Regions from separate parts of the Mus musculus genome. Here region 2 is linked to region 1. The links are chromatin contacts, called in public HiChIP or PLAC-seq maps. All regions are on one chromosome and are shown on one strand. The core of a region is the stretch at or near the end of the contact, and the rest is flanking DNA. Distances in the headings are between cores, read along the strand shown.

Region 1 (7,192 bases), core at 2,087-4,586:
ACCCCAATAGCCCTGGCAGTAGAGGAGATACAAAATGGATACAAAGCCAGTCTGTCTAAAGCATTTCCAATATTAACAGGAGGGGAGGCTGCACCCCTAGACACAGCCAACAGCACGTGACTGGCCATACTTACTGCTGGCTTCATAAGACCCCATTCACTACACAATCTAAAATTCCAACTTGCCCAAGACTGGAGAAAACAAACAAACAAACAACCCTCTTCAAGTGGCTTTCATCAAATGACATTTTTTTTTTTCAAAATTAGGAAAGCAGCAGCTGCCACTGCACGTCCGTCCAGAGAAGATGGGAAGAACGATTATCTGCACGAAGCACTGTTCACTAACTGAAGGATGTCAGGGCTGGGAGGAAGATGAACTGGGGCTGGGGATAGGAAGGGGGTTCGTGTCTGTTTAAGAACTCTGTATAATACAAGGCAGGCAACACCTTGCTACCTATTCTAAGGGCACAGTAAAGCCCAGCTACAGAAAAGCACAAGGTAACAATGAATCACTATCAGCCACCTTCACTCACTGAACAGTAGAGAAAAAAAAAAGAGTGGATGGCAGACATTTGGTCTCAGACAGTTTTCTTTTATCTGAAAGCACCATGCCCTCTGCTGTCTGACTTGAAGTCATGAACTTCCTAACAGCAGGGCAAGGCAGGGCAAGGCAGGGCAGAGTGGGATAGGGCAAAGCAGTTCCCATCCCCACCGGAAGAGCCAGTCCCAGATCTAGCTGCTAAAGCATTTTTGGGCTTTTAGTCAGATGAGGAACAGATAGGAAAAGCACCCGCCTTGCAGCTGCTCTATAGTCCAAGAAAATAAACCCTGGCAAAAAGCTGTGCTAGTTTCCTCTGGACCAACCTTAGCTGCGGTGCCTGCACACTCAGAGTATAGCTAAGGAAAAGGTAAGGCAGGCATGGAGAATAAAGATGACTTCATTTTCTTTAATCATGAGTTCACAAATAAAACAGGCTAGAGAAGGCCAAATCTAAGTCGGAGTTTAAGAGTTACACAGAAAGCCCTGTTTTCTAAGCCATTCCTATTTCACACAGGGGCTTACTGCAGTTCCTTTTAGACTATGTACTTGGGAGCTGGAGGAAGCACTAGAGAACAAACATGATGATACATGATGATACATGAATGGTATCAACAGATAACCTGATGACTTACACAGACAAACCTGACCTCATGCATCCATTCATTTGTTCATGAAATCTTGCTAAAGACCTGTCCTCTTGAGCTACCTCTGCTTTATCAACAAGTGGATAAAGGAACAATTCCTTGGGGCCTAAGCCTAAGGACAAAGCCAATGAACGGCAAGAGGATGAAAGAATAAACTTCATACAATACCTGAACTGGAGCCTGCAGGAGCAGACACAGAACCTCTGGGCCAGGGGACCAAGGGGCCTGGTCACTTCACCAGACCTGTCTCAACGCCAGCACTTATTCTGTCAATAATGCTTGCACAGAGAAAAGAACTCTGGCCTTAGAAGACTGGGCGAGGGGTGTAGGGGGTGGGATAGAGCATCCAAGTGCTCTTGGGAGAGTGAGGAGTTGTTCTTTGGCATCATCTCCCACTCTCGTTCCTGTGAAGATGAATGGGAACAAAGAAAGGATCCCAAAACAAGGATTAGGAGACCTGGGCAAGGTGCGCAATAATGTCTTAAGATCCCTCCGATGCTAACACTCTACTTTATGATATAGAATGCTTCATCATCTACACCTAGACTAGAGCCCAAGGTTGTACCAAAACCAAATGATCTCAGCAAGAACTAGGTAAGAATCATAGGAGTCATTCTGCTCACACAAAAGCAAGAACAAGTAAAGAAACCCTCTTCAGGGGTCATCACTACATCTCTTAAAATCACAGGAACTCTGGCCTAGGACCTACCTAACCGTCCCAAGCAGATGCTCTTCCCCACTGAGCGAGCACTGCATGGCCCTCTGAACCTGGGAACCACGGAGCTGAAGCACGCTGGCCAGCGGGATGCTTTGCTTCTGGGGCAGAGCGCAAGACAACAGTTTAGCATCGCCAGTCCTTCTGGACTCACTATGTGCGAACTGCAGAATTTCCATTAAGACTCCAATGTTTTGAACTTGTTACCTACAGGTGACAGAGGAGGAACCTCTGAAGGAATGAAAACTGAAGTAGAGAGCCTCTTACATTCAGGCTACAGAAGACAATCTATATGTCCTAGGTCCAAACAATTTAAAGGAAGCCAGAAAAAAATATCAAATATCCTCAGAAGCAGACCAGGAAACAAGAAGAAATGGGATCCTGACTGCCAAGGAAGCACTTTCAACTTGAACCCACTTTCTGGTAAGCATCACCAAGTCAGAGCTGGACCTGAAGTTCCAACTTAGAAGACTGCAAAGGACGAGAGGTCAAGCAACTTCGTCATTCCTGAGAGAATTTAGGTAAGCAAGCCATCTTGGATAACCAGTAAAGGAATCTTCCAAACTGTCTCTTCCCTTTCTTCAGTGACTAAAACCCTTGTTTAACTAGAAGGCTATTTAACTCTTTCCTAGTGCTAGAAGGGGAAGATAATGGTAATCGAGATGCATCAGAAGAGCGGACCACCCCTCAAGCTTTAACTTAATTTTCCTGATTCTTTTTTTTTGGGGGGGGGGGGTTGAAACAGGGTACTTGTAAAACTCAGATGCCAGGCAGACAATAATGTGACAATATTACCTAGCAGGCTCCTCAGCTGTTTTCTCCAAGAAAAACATGTATTATTACGTTTGCTTTCCTTTCTGCATCTACACAGGTGCATTAGGTGTTATTTGTATCCATTTAACAACAGGCATGACACGTTATCCCTAAATACAGCACGCATCGGTTAAGTCCAAGGATATTCTCTTAAATAGTGCATCAAATAAGTTTAATATTTAATTCCATGTCATCTAACTTACAAACTTTACTCATATTTCTCCAAAATGTTTACAACATTTCTTCTAAAATAAATAAAAATAAATGTGCATCTAGCTTTTCTCTGACCCAGGAATAAGCCACGGTCACCTTACCTTACTTAAAGAGACAAGGCACAGAGACATCTTGTTTTGACATTGTATAGGAAGGTTTGTCCCAAATTCATGTTTTCTTTTTTGGAAAAAGCCCATGCTTAAGAATTTTGCTCAGGGTATAAATTCCCCCTAAAATCCTTTAAAAGGGCAGAAGGAAGGAATAAAATGTTCCTTCAAAATCTCAGCACCCTCAAGGCATAACCCCTTTAGTGTAGCTATGTGGGTCTCTAAAACAAGTTACCATACAGCTGCAGTGACAATGTGGTGACCTACCTAAGACCTGCCTTACTGCCCTGAGACACTAGGGGGACAGCCAGTCCAGCAGCGCATACTCACCACACCTCCCTTGTCCCCTTCCATGAACTGAATAATCTGGCAAGATGACTTCTCCCAGAGGAAGATGTGCCCGCAGTCACTACCGCTCACCACAAACTCACTCTTGGGGCCATAGAAATTGACGCCTTTTACTGAAATGATAAATGAGGGAAGAAACCACCTAAGCCTTGGCACTGGGCCTGTATTTACCTCACTGAGAATTTAGTAATTCACTGACTGAGTCAGCCGAGTACCAAATACTTCTTTTTGTTGCTATAAAACAAGAAAGTGTATGTGTGATAGACAATGATTAGAATCGCACCAGTTACAGCGTCTTCACATTCTCTCAAAGTGCTCTATCAGCTGCCAGAGTCTGCTGTCCCTGGGCAAGTCCTATTCATTTATACTTTACCAGGTATAGGCCTCAAAGTAATAGCTTCTCTGTATTTTCAGGTCTGCCCACCCTGAGCCCTAAGATTATTTTTGGTATGTATTTTTATTTATTTTTAATGTTTTAAAAGTTTATTTTTATTTTATGTACACTGCTGTTCTGCCAGCATGTATGTCTCTGTGAGGGTGTCAGAGCCTCTGGAACTGGAATTACAGACAGTTGTGAGCTGCCCTGTGAGTGCTGGGAATTGAACCCGAGTCCTTTGGAAGGACAGTCAGTGCTCTTAACTGCTGAGCCATCTCTTCAGCCTCCTTGGTATGGATTTTACTGGTACTCAGTCATCAGCTGATCTGAGACTGACACGTGTATGTGACAGTCACATGCACCAAAAGCACATGAACAAGAAGTCACTGCAGAACTAAGTAAAAGTCAATGATAGGAGTCCACCTATTAAAGCCAGTTCCACATACCAGCCACAACACCGACACTTTTCCTTTTGCTTGCCCATGTAATGAAATCCAAATACAGACCCCTGCCCCTCTTTCCTTCTTACCTGTTCAAGAGAGGTAGTAAAGGTTACTAGTGGTTCCAGATCAAATGGTGACACGCAGCTGAGAGGAGTGGTGCCAACAAAGTGCAGGAGTTCTTTACCTTCTCTACGTTAGAACCAATTAGGATACTTTAAAAATCCCAATGCTCCGGCTTCATCCAGCACCAGTTAAATACAATGTGTGTGGGAGGAGGCAGGCATCAGCGCTCTTTTATTAAGACTGAAGTGAGTCTAGAGAGCCCCAATGTTTGAGAACCAGACGCAGAACTCAAAAGCTAAACTTCACGGGAAACAGGCCAGATATTACCACTATTCCTCTTACTTTGCTTTATTCAAAAGAATCATTCCTTTCTCTCCTCTAAAGATGCACTCTTACCCACATATGTAATTCAGCACTGCAGCTTTCTGTGGCTTTTTTAAAGGACCTCTGTGCCTACTCTACAGTACTTGAAATTACAGAAAACAAACAAGTCTAGCTTCATGCTTAAAGCAACTGTGGCAACATCACTGCAGTGCTATGGTACTGAGCGCTCCTGAATCACACTGAACAAAAGAAAATCCCAGCCCAACTAGGGACGACTTCTCACTGCCCAAGGTGACACAGGCAGTCTACTTAGGAAGTTCCCACTTACACAATGGAGAAAGAAGATAATGTGGGTTGTCACCGTGACTTGGGAAGGCAGACTGACCTGTAGCATTATTTCTATGGCCTTTGTATCTCTTAATATACTGGGCCCCATCACTGTGAGAAGAGTTGAAAAGGTAAATGTCTTCATCATTGTAACTGGCCAGGAGCTCTGCCAAGAACAAGAACACAGCAATGAAGGGAAGAGCTGAAAAGTGCAGGGACCAAGAGATTTGGGGGAATGGGAGATGGTCTGGGATGCGGTTTCTAGGTACCCAGATATGGCATCCATCTTAGTTTGGAGCAGCAGGCATGTAAGGTCTACAGTGAACACATTAGCAGCCCAGGGGTAGTGACACTGAGGAGATCACACCCTTTAACGCACTACTGAATCCAAGGTGTAAGGACAAGCCTGTGACCCGCATTTCCAAGGGTCGTCTGCTATAGTCTGCTATAGTCCCACTACATGCTCACCATCTGCAGCTATTCCCAGCTGTTCCACTTGGAGCTACAGTGCAGTGGTGAGCACTGGAGGGCACACGCCTCACTGGCTCAGCAGCTCCCTAGGCAGAGGAAGCACGCCAGCCTAGGAGCTAGGCCCTGCACACGTACCTGTGCCGTCGTGGCTGTACACAAGACAGGTGATGTTTGCTTTGGACTCACTGTTCACCTGCAATAAGGAGCAGATACCGACTGATACCCCCACCCCCACCCCATTTGTTATACCACCTTTGGGAATAGGTTTTTCTAGAAAATCCCCTATATCTTTCCCCAGAGACAGAGATAAATAGAAAGAAAGAGGTGGGGTGTGGGGGAATGAGCAAGTGAGAGTGAGGTATATAACTGAGGAAACATATCCACCTTAATAGCAGAGTCTTACTGAGGCCCTGTCTTGGTTCTCTTCTGGGTGCTAGCCATTTCACCTGCATTATCTCATTAGGCCACATGATGGTGCAAATTTCCATTTTGTTGCTGAGAACATTAGACTAATAGAGGTCAACTGGCTGCCTAAGATCATACACCTTTTTAAGTGAGAAGCCAGGATTAAATCTGTCTGGTTAAAATCTCTTCACATTATGGCCAGTAAGTTTGAAAGCAGCTCAGGATAAGGCCAGGGTCAGGGAGGTCAGGAGCCATTGCCCTTCGTGAATCTTACCAAGTGGTGAGGACAGAATTTTTTCAGGACTCCGTTGTTCTCATTCTCATCAATTTTCCTCTGGTCATAAATCCTATAATGAAAGAAGCAATCACAGTGTCAAAACTTACAGCATGATCCCCTGCAGAGTTGTGAAACAAAGGCTTTTCCGTACCCAAGCCTTTGGTTTATTCTTTTTAGCAAAGGTGTCTCCTCTCCAATCCATTTTCAAACGCTACCTTATCTAGGTATTTTCCACATCCTTTGCCGTCAGGGTTTCTCAGTGCCCTGGAGCTCACCAGTTAGACTAGACTGGCTGGCAAGTAAGCCCCAGGGTCCTCCTGTGCCTCCCTCTCCAGCTCAATCTACAAGATCAGTCTCCACGTGTTTAAGTGTGTTCTGGGGATCAAACTCGGGCTCTGTGTCTGAGAGCTGGGCACTTTATGGGTTGAACTATCTATCTCTCTTTTTCTTTTTTTTTTTTTTTTTTTTTGGTTTTTCGAGACAGGGTTTCTCTGTATAGTCTTGGCTGTCCTGGAACTCACTTTGTAGACCAGGCTGGCCTCGAACTCAGAAATCCGCCTGTCTCTGCCTCCCAAGTGCTGGGATTAAAGGCGTGCGCTACCACGCCCGGCCCAATTTTTTTTTTTTTTTTTGGTTGAACTATCTATCTCTTATGCCCCATTTAGAGTTCATTCTCACTGAAACAACTAATATTATACTTTTTATATGTATGCTACTTATCTCAAAGCACATATTACTCATGGACAGAGGCCATGTTTTATATAAGGCAATAGGTTTTTAAGATTTATTTTTATTTTTGTGTGTGAGTGTTTTGCCTGCATGTGTATATATGTGCATCGCATGCACAGGTGTAGTGCTGCAAAGGTCAGAAGAGGGCACCACATCTCCTGAAACTGGAGTAAAGAGATGGTTATGAGCTGCCACGTGGGTATGACAAACTGGACCCAGGTCCTCGAGAAGAAATGTTCATAACGGCTGAGCCATTGTTCCTTCCCTCCTTCCTTTAAGTTTTTTTTGGATAGTTTTCTCTCTCACAAGCCACAAAAACTATCACCAAACCACCAAGCTCCTGAAGTTATTTGTAGTCAACTACTGTCAAAACGTTGAATAAAAAGGTCCAGAAAAA
Region 2 (7,192 bases), core at 2,567-5,066, 89 kb after region 1:
AAAAGAGGGCATCAGATCGCCTGAAACTAGAGTTATAGCTATAAGATACCACGTGGGTACTGGAAACACCTTTAGTCCTCTGTTAGTGCTCTTGACCACTGAGCCATCTCTCTAGCCCCCTACCTCCTACTCCCTTTTGGTTTTTCAAGACGGTTGTTTCTCTGTGTAGCCCTGACTGTCCTGGAAGTTGCTCTATAGACCAGGCTGTCCTCAACCAGACACTACCGCATGGCTCAAATCCCTTTTTAAAAAGTACACAGTGGCTGGGCGGTGGTGGCATACGCCTTTAATCCCAGCACTCGGGAGGCAGAGGCAGGTGGATTTCTGAGTTTGAGGCCAGTCTGGTCCCAGGACAGCCAGGGCTATACAGAGAAACCCTGTCTTGAAAAAAACCAAAAAAAAAAAAAAAAAAAAGTACACAGTGTGAAGCATTTTTGCTGTAGCTATAGAAAACAGATACAATAGCTAAATACATTCCATTAAAAAAATTTTTTTTATTAGGTATTTTCCTCGTTTACATTTTCAATGCTATCCCAAAAGTCCGCCATACCCCCCCCCCTAAATACATTCCTAAACTCACAGTTTTTAAAAACCTTTTCCAAATAGTTTTCTGTCACTCATCTCCCTGGTCTTCCTTCTCTTTCTTGAACCCAGGACCTCATACAAACTAGGAAAGCAGCCTGTGACAGCACAGTCTCCCTTTTCTCACTCATGTTCACGTTCTTGAATACCCACTATAAGCCTGTAGGCCACCACTGTCATCGTCCTCCCTTCCCTTGACTTTTTATTCAAGGCATCTTCAAACACACATCACTTTCTATACTTAGAGTTTACAGACCATCTCCCTTAAAGCTCCACTAAGGCAGGCAGTATTTATGCACTGCTCTGACACCAGCATAAAGAGCATGGGCTGATATTTTATTATGTATTTGACAAATGAATGAAGTAGACTTGGCTTCTACGTTCTCACTCTGAGAACTCTAAATGTTCACTATTAGTCTCCTATGAGCTCCTAAAAGCACATCACAGAGAATGAGCTTAAGGTCAAACAGAGCTTCATGGTGAAGATCACTAAAGAGCTCCATCTCCCAAAAGTAAGAGATGAGAATGAGAAAAGCTTCCGGTAGGTGGCTCTGAAAACTCTGCTTCTCTTTGTTTTCCTATTACCACTTATAAGAGACAAAGCTAAGGAAGAATCACTTTGAAATCTACAAACTTTCAACTAAATCCCAGGAGCGAGAAGAAGAAATGGTCCTTACCTGCTGCAAAGAGGTTAAGGTTGGGATGGGCAGCCAGGACCCAGAAGCGATCATGATCCCTACGGAAAGTCTGAACCCCAGTCCTAGAAAACCAAAAGGTACAGAAGAAACCGTTAATCAAGGCTCTTCAGTACAGCATGCACAAGGAAAGTGAGTAGCAGGCCTGGAAGATGACTTTACAAGTGCACTGGAGACAGGGAATGCTGTGCACTCAGCTAAGGATCAGGACCACACCCACAAGGAACACAGTGGGAGGGAAGGCTTCACACTAACCCAGGCCTAGGCAGGCCAGTTTCTCCCTTGTCTCTCCTAATGTACTTTTAGTTCACATTTCTACCTCTTTAGCTGAACAATGAAGGGAAGAAAAAAATATACTCAAATTTAGAGGAGAAAAAGAATACAGGGAGATTTGTACCTAAAAAATATTGTTGCTATTTTAGTCTCTAAGGGTTTTTGCTGTTGCTTGCTTATTTATTTATTTACTGCTTTACAGCAGTGTGGATTACATTTATGGCCTCATGCATGACAGGCAAGCACTTTAACCACTAAGCAATACAGCCTTAGAACTTCAGAACACAGGACTTGGTTTTTCATCATGCTGAAGAGAAAAAGAAGTATTCTAATTTTTTCCTTTCCTTTTACAGATATTAATATTGCATAAGGAGTGTGTGTGTGTGTGTATGTGTGTGTGCGCGCACGCACGCGCGAAGACAAAGGATAAGACAAAGAAAGGGTCCTTCTCTTGGGTTTGGTCACATGACATAAATAATTCCCTTACCGCTTAGACATATCCCAGACTCGAATACTCTTGTCTTCAGAATTGCTGAGGATCAACTCTTGGCGAGGGTGAAAAACAGCACAAGACACATTGTTGTAATGGCCCCGGCAGGTGTCAACCTCCCATGCCTTTGATTCTGAAGAACAAAAGGAATTGTTATCACAATTCTCTGTAATAACTCTGGGATCTATAAATCCAACACCCATTCTTTAAAAAAAAAAAAAAGATTTTAGTTGTGTTTTTAGTTTTGTGTGTATTTATCTGTATGTGGTTTTTTGCATCTGAGTGTAGTATCTGTGGAGGCCAGAAGGCAGCCCTTGGGCCCCTGGAGCTGAAGTAACAGATGTCTGTGAGCTGCCTGACATAGGTGCTAGGAACCAAACTCAGCCCTCTGTGGGTCCACTGAGCCATCTCTAGCCCCAGCTTTTTGAGGAGACAAGGTTTTGCTATATGGCTCAGGACGGCCTTGTGCTTGTGATCCTCCTGCCTCAGCCATGCATGCTGATACTGCAAGACTATACCATCATGTACATGCATGCTGATACTGCAAGGCTATACCATCATGTACATGCATGCTGACACTACAAGGCTATACCGTCATGTTGACACTGCAAGGCTATACTGTCATGTATATGCATGCTGACACTGCAAGGCTATACTGTCATGTACATGCATGCTGACACTGCAAGGCTATACCGTCATGCTGATACTGCAAGGCTGTACTGTCATGTACATGCATGCTGACTCTGCAAGGCTATATCGTCATGCTGATAGACATTGCAAAGCTATACTGTCATGGACAGCTGTGATGATGCTCTTTAAATGCAAGTGCTAAGTACTATTGCAAAATGCTAAATCAATTTTCCCCAAATGGGACAATGTTTTTCATGTAAGTTTCTTCCTCTTTATTTTATGTTTATTTTTTTTAGTTACTTGAACCTTTTTTTGCGGGGGGGGGGGGGTGTCAAGACAAGGTTTTGCTGTTGCTCAGGCTACCTTTGACCTCCTAGGAATTGTACTACCTCAGCCTCTTTTTTTTTTTTAGGAAATCTTTTTTTTTTAAATTAATTAATTTATTTATTATATGTAAAGTACACTGTAGCTGTCTTCAGACAGCACCAGAAGAGGGCATCGGATCTCATTACGGGTGGTTGTGAGCCACCATGTGGTTGCTGGGATTTGAACTTCCGACCTTCGGAAGAGCAGTCGGGTGCTCTTACCCACTGAGCCATCTCACCAGCCCCTACCTCAGCCTCTTGAGTAGCCACAGCTACCTCAGCTCCAAAATTCCTGTTTTTCTGTACATCTCTGTTCTTTTATTATGTACCTCTACTGACTGTAACAGCTATATTAAATAATTCTTTATGCTTCTACTCTTATTTTATCCACATAGTATATGTATTACTTGCTGATTCTGAGAACAAATATAAACTCTATATCATGGAAATTTTGAGTCACAATAATATAAATATGGCCCTAAACACAGTCTAAAACAAAGCAGCTACTCACAATTTGTCACATGAACTTTTACTCTTGACTATGCTCATATCTCTCAAAATCAAGATACTGCCATGAGGGGTGTGGAGGGGAGGAAGAGACAATGATCATGCACTTAGGAATAGCAGTAAATAATCAACTAAGGCCTAAGGCAGAAAAATAGGCCAAAGTCCAGAAAACCTGGCTACTTCCCCTTGCTGGCTGGCTGCCACTTTCTTGGCTATGGCAACATCGCCAGTACCTTACTCACCATTCATACGCCAGATCTTCACTTGCCGGTCATCTGCCCCAGATACAATAAGGGGCATAGTCGGGTGGAAGGCAGCCCAGTTGACTCCACGGTCATGACCCTGTTAAAAAGAGAAAAAGTGGGTCTTCTACAACAGCTGTAAAAACACAATTCAAAGAAAACCATGCTAGTGTTTATAACAAAATGTGTCTGTTTCTTTTTCTGTGATACGGGCAATCAAAGTCAGGGCCTTACAGGTGCTGAAGTCAGTACTCTATCACTGATCTATTTCCTCAGCCTCTGAAATACTCAAGGCAAAAGACTTAAGAGATTGTGCCACTGTAGAGATCATTTGTTGATATTTTATTTTCATTTGACTTTTTTTTTTTTTGTAACAAACATTTGGGTTTTTTTGTTTGTTTGTTTGTTTTGGCTTACTATAAAGCTTTGAACATTAGAATAACCATATCAACATGTCCAATATTAATTCAAATTCTCATGGGATGTTGCAAACATTTCCACAAGGAAATTCAGCTTTGTTTATAGTTAGGTTTTCCTTACTTTTTACTTGTCTATATATGTTTTATTTCTACAAGTAATTGCAACATCATAAGGATAAAGATTTATAAGTTAACGCCTAAATTCTCAAATACCTTGAAAGAGTCCTAAGATCCCACTGGAAAATCTACAAGTTCAAAGCTATTTTTCAAATCCTACTAAGATTTTATTTGCCTTTATTGTTATTCTCCATGACTACATAGTGGTGTTTTCCACAGGATGCATTATAAGTGATGACATCGTTGTTCTGACAGCTAATAAAATGTATGCTGACAAAATCCACATTTTAAAGGTTCTCAGGTTTAGGCTGGAGGTGTCATCCAGTAGAAGGGCATGTGCACAAAAAAACAAAAACAAGGGGCTACAGAGATGGCTAATCGATTAGGAGCATTGATTGCTCTTACAAATGACCCAGGTTGGGTTCCAAGCACCCAGATACTGTTTCTAACTTCAGTTCCAAGGGATATGGTACCCTCTTATGGCCTCTGAAGGCAGCAGACAGACAGTAACATGGTACACAGATACACATGCAAGTAAAATACTCCTCTACATAAAAATAAACTAGTTAAATTAAATTCTTATGAAGCTTTAAGAGTCTAAAGGGCATAAAGTTAAGGACGCTAACTTCATGACAGTCTCTATGCTATTTACACGACCGTACTTCATTTCTTTGGCAGAACGATGCACATGGCAGTGTTGAGTGAGAAGTGTTAGGGTATTTTGTATTTGTAAAAACATGTGGGTTTTGAAGTTGGAGCCCAGGATTCAATGCATACAGCTGGACTTTGGGGAACTGTAATTTTTCTAAATCTCTTTTTTTTTCATCTGTGGGATTAAACAGTTCACATTTCAGCGAGTAGTTTTATAGTAAGACTTTAATTTTAGAAAACCTAGTTTCTTTTCTTAGGCTTTTCTATTTCCCACCATGAACAAGTTTCTTACATCTTACACATAACTGGCTCTTGGTACTTCTCACTGATTTTCTTTGGGATCTCTCCTTCTACAAGGTCTAAGAATGGCTTTGCTTCATGACAGTAATGGGACACATGTCCAGCTTTCTTCCTACTGGATTTACAAGATGCTATAACTCTCTCTGAGGTGACATGTAATCTTCCTTTCTCTGTTGGCTTACTTAAATTCTATTCCTCAAATCTCAGACGGTCTCTGACACTTAAATATTTGCTGAAAGAATTGAAAAATAAACGTGGGCCAGTGAGATGGCTCAGTGATAAACTGCTTGCTACTCAAGGCACAGTTCAAATCCTGGGACCCACAGAGAGAACTGAGTGCACAGAACTGTCACTGTGGACTCCTCACGGGTGCTGCAGCACACATGCCCACACACATCACACACTCATTTCCAGATGAAAATTAAATCAACAGCATACCGAGATTGTCTCTAGAGAGTAGCATACCCTCACCCACAGTGAGCGACAGAGATAAGTACCTCTAGCACATGCTTCACCACGGCATCCGTGGTTCCAAACAGATCAACGCCAGTTATTCCTCTCACATCCGACTCCACCGCACCAGGAGACAAGTTTTTCTTCCTTAGACCTTTGGAGGGTTAAGGAGTGGGATGAAAGATGCAAATATAATGTTATCAGTAAGAGCACAGTAGCAGAATCACGAAAGGTACAGCGAAAGACTAAGATAAAATGAAATGGGAAACTACAACTAGAGGGAAGGAAGAACCACACTCACAAGCCTACTTACCCCTCACTAGCTCTTCCCTAACACTCAACGATCCCTTAGTGGGAGCCAATCCAAATTCTGACACAACTAAGTTCATTAAATCTCACCTCCAAGAGCTGTCTATTTTAGATTAGTAACACTACCCATTCTTTAATCTTCCCAAAATGTGGCCTCAAATGGTAATCATTCAATGTCCACATTCAGGTTCATAAAATCTATACCTTTTTCTATCACCTTAAAATTTTATTTATTTATTTTATTTTTACCTTAATTTTTTTAAAAATGTATTTTATTAATAGATATGTATGGATGTTTGTCTGCATGCACATCTGTATAACACATGTACGCCTGGTGCCTGTAGAACCCAGAAGAGAGCTACAATGTCCCTGGATTTACAGGTGGTTGAAAGCTGCCAAAAAGGTGCTGGGAATTGAAGCCAGGTCCTTCAGAAGAGTGGTCAGTGCTCTTAACTGCTGAGCCATACCTCTAATCCTCATAATAAAAAATTTAAAGAAATGCTCCTGGGGAAGATCTCACTTTAGTGTTTTCCAAGCTGGAAGCAATTTACAGGAAAGTTCCAGATGCACTGCTGAAGTAGACATAATAAACAAAACAGCTGTCTAGCTTGGAAGAACTATTACAAATACTATGAGAAGATATGGCAAAGAGTCCTCACACTTCCTACTTACCTCCTGAAAAGGACATCAAATAATTAAAGCCGTCAGAATTCTTCATGTTCTTGCATAAAATGCTGATTATAGATATGAACATACGTATTTTTTCCATTAAAACCTACAGAAGCTATTTTTCACTGGGAGGAATTATTAGCCCATAATTTTTAATGATAGGAAACAAAGACATCAGGATAAGTGTCTGATCTGTGGCGACCCACGCTTATGACCCATCTACACACCTTTAAAGCCTGAGTGCTTGCATTAAGGTGTGGCGGGTCATACATGCAATTTCTACAATCAGGAGGCAGAAACAGGAGTACTGTTTTAAGTTGAGCCTGGCCTACAGAGAAAAGTCCTATTCCAAAAAGCAGGGAGAGGTAGGGGAAAGCTGACTAACTGTATTAAAACCAGAACCAAAATTATAGTACAAATACCAGTTTCATCAGATTTGTTTCTGATAACAACCTTTAAAGACAGGTAATAATCATATATAATTATACCA

The links. HiChIP or PLAC-seq counts read pairs in DNA pulled down with a chosen protein or histone mark.
Region 2: an HNF4G HiChIP or PLAC-seq map of pancreatic cancer cells shows a contact between it and region 1. The contact joins two enhancer-like sites. A contact is called at or near these places in 3 of 15 datasets of contacts at CTCF or cohesin (CD8 T cells, large pre-B cells and stem cell-derived epiblast-like cells), 48 of 484 Hi-C or Micro-C datasets (B cells, the C2C12 cell line, CD4 T cells and 31 more), 6 of 115 datasets of contacts at active chromatin or transcription factors (double positive thymocytes, embryonic stem cells, epiblast stem cells and 2 more) and 4 of 9 other capture datasets (adipose tissue, embryonic stem cells, liver and 1 more).

Annotation. Positions count from the first base shown.
Region 1 is chr1:172,185,240-172,192,431 of GRCm38.p6, reverse strand. It overlaps Dcaf8 (DDB1 and CUL4 associated factor 8), which reads right to left. Exons shown (of 14, transcript NM_001357204.1): 8 at 6,064-6,136; 9 at 5,520-5,577; 10 at 4,972-5,079; 11 at 3,363-3,493. Among named protein-coding and RNA genes, the nearest start is that of Pea15a, 18 kb to the left of the region's middle. Within about 2 kb of position 3,336, at least 33 of the 459 cell types and tissues checked have an H3K27ac peak or open chromatin away from gene starts, as enhancers often do. A contact at or near this core is called in pancreatic cancer cells, where this site is marked.
Region 2 is chr1:172,096,360-172,103,551 of GRCm38.p6, reverse strand. It overlaps Copa (coatomer protein complex subunit alpha), which reads right to left. Exons shown (of 33, transcript NM_009938.4): 7 at 5,769-5,878; 8 at 3,785-3,884; 9 at 2,038-2,173; 10 at 1,260-1,342. Among named protein-coding and RNA genes, the nearest start is that of Ncstn, 17 kb to the right of the region's middle. Within about 2 kb of position 3,816, at least 14 of the 459 cell types and tissues checked have an H3K27ac peak or open chromatin away from gene starts, as enhancers often do. A contact at or near this core is called in pancreatic cancer cells, where this site is marked.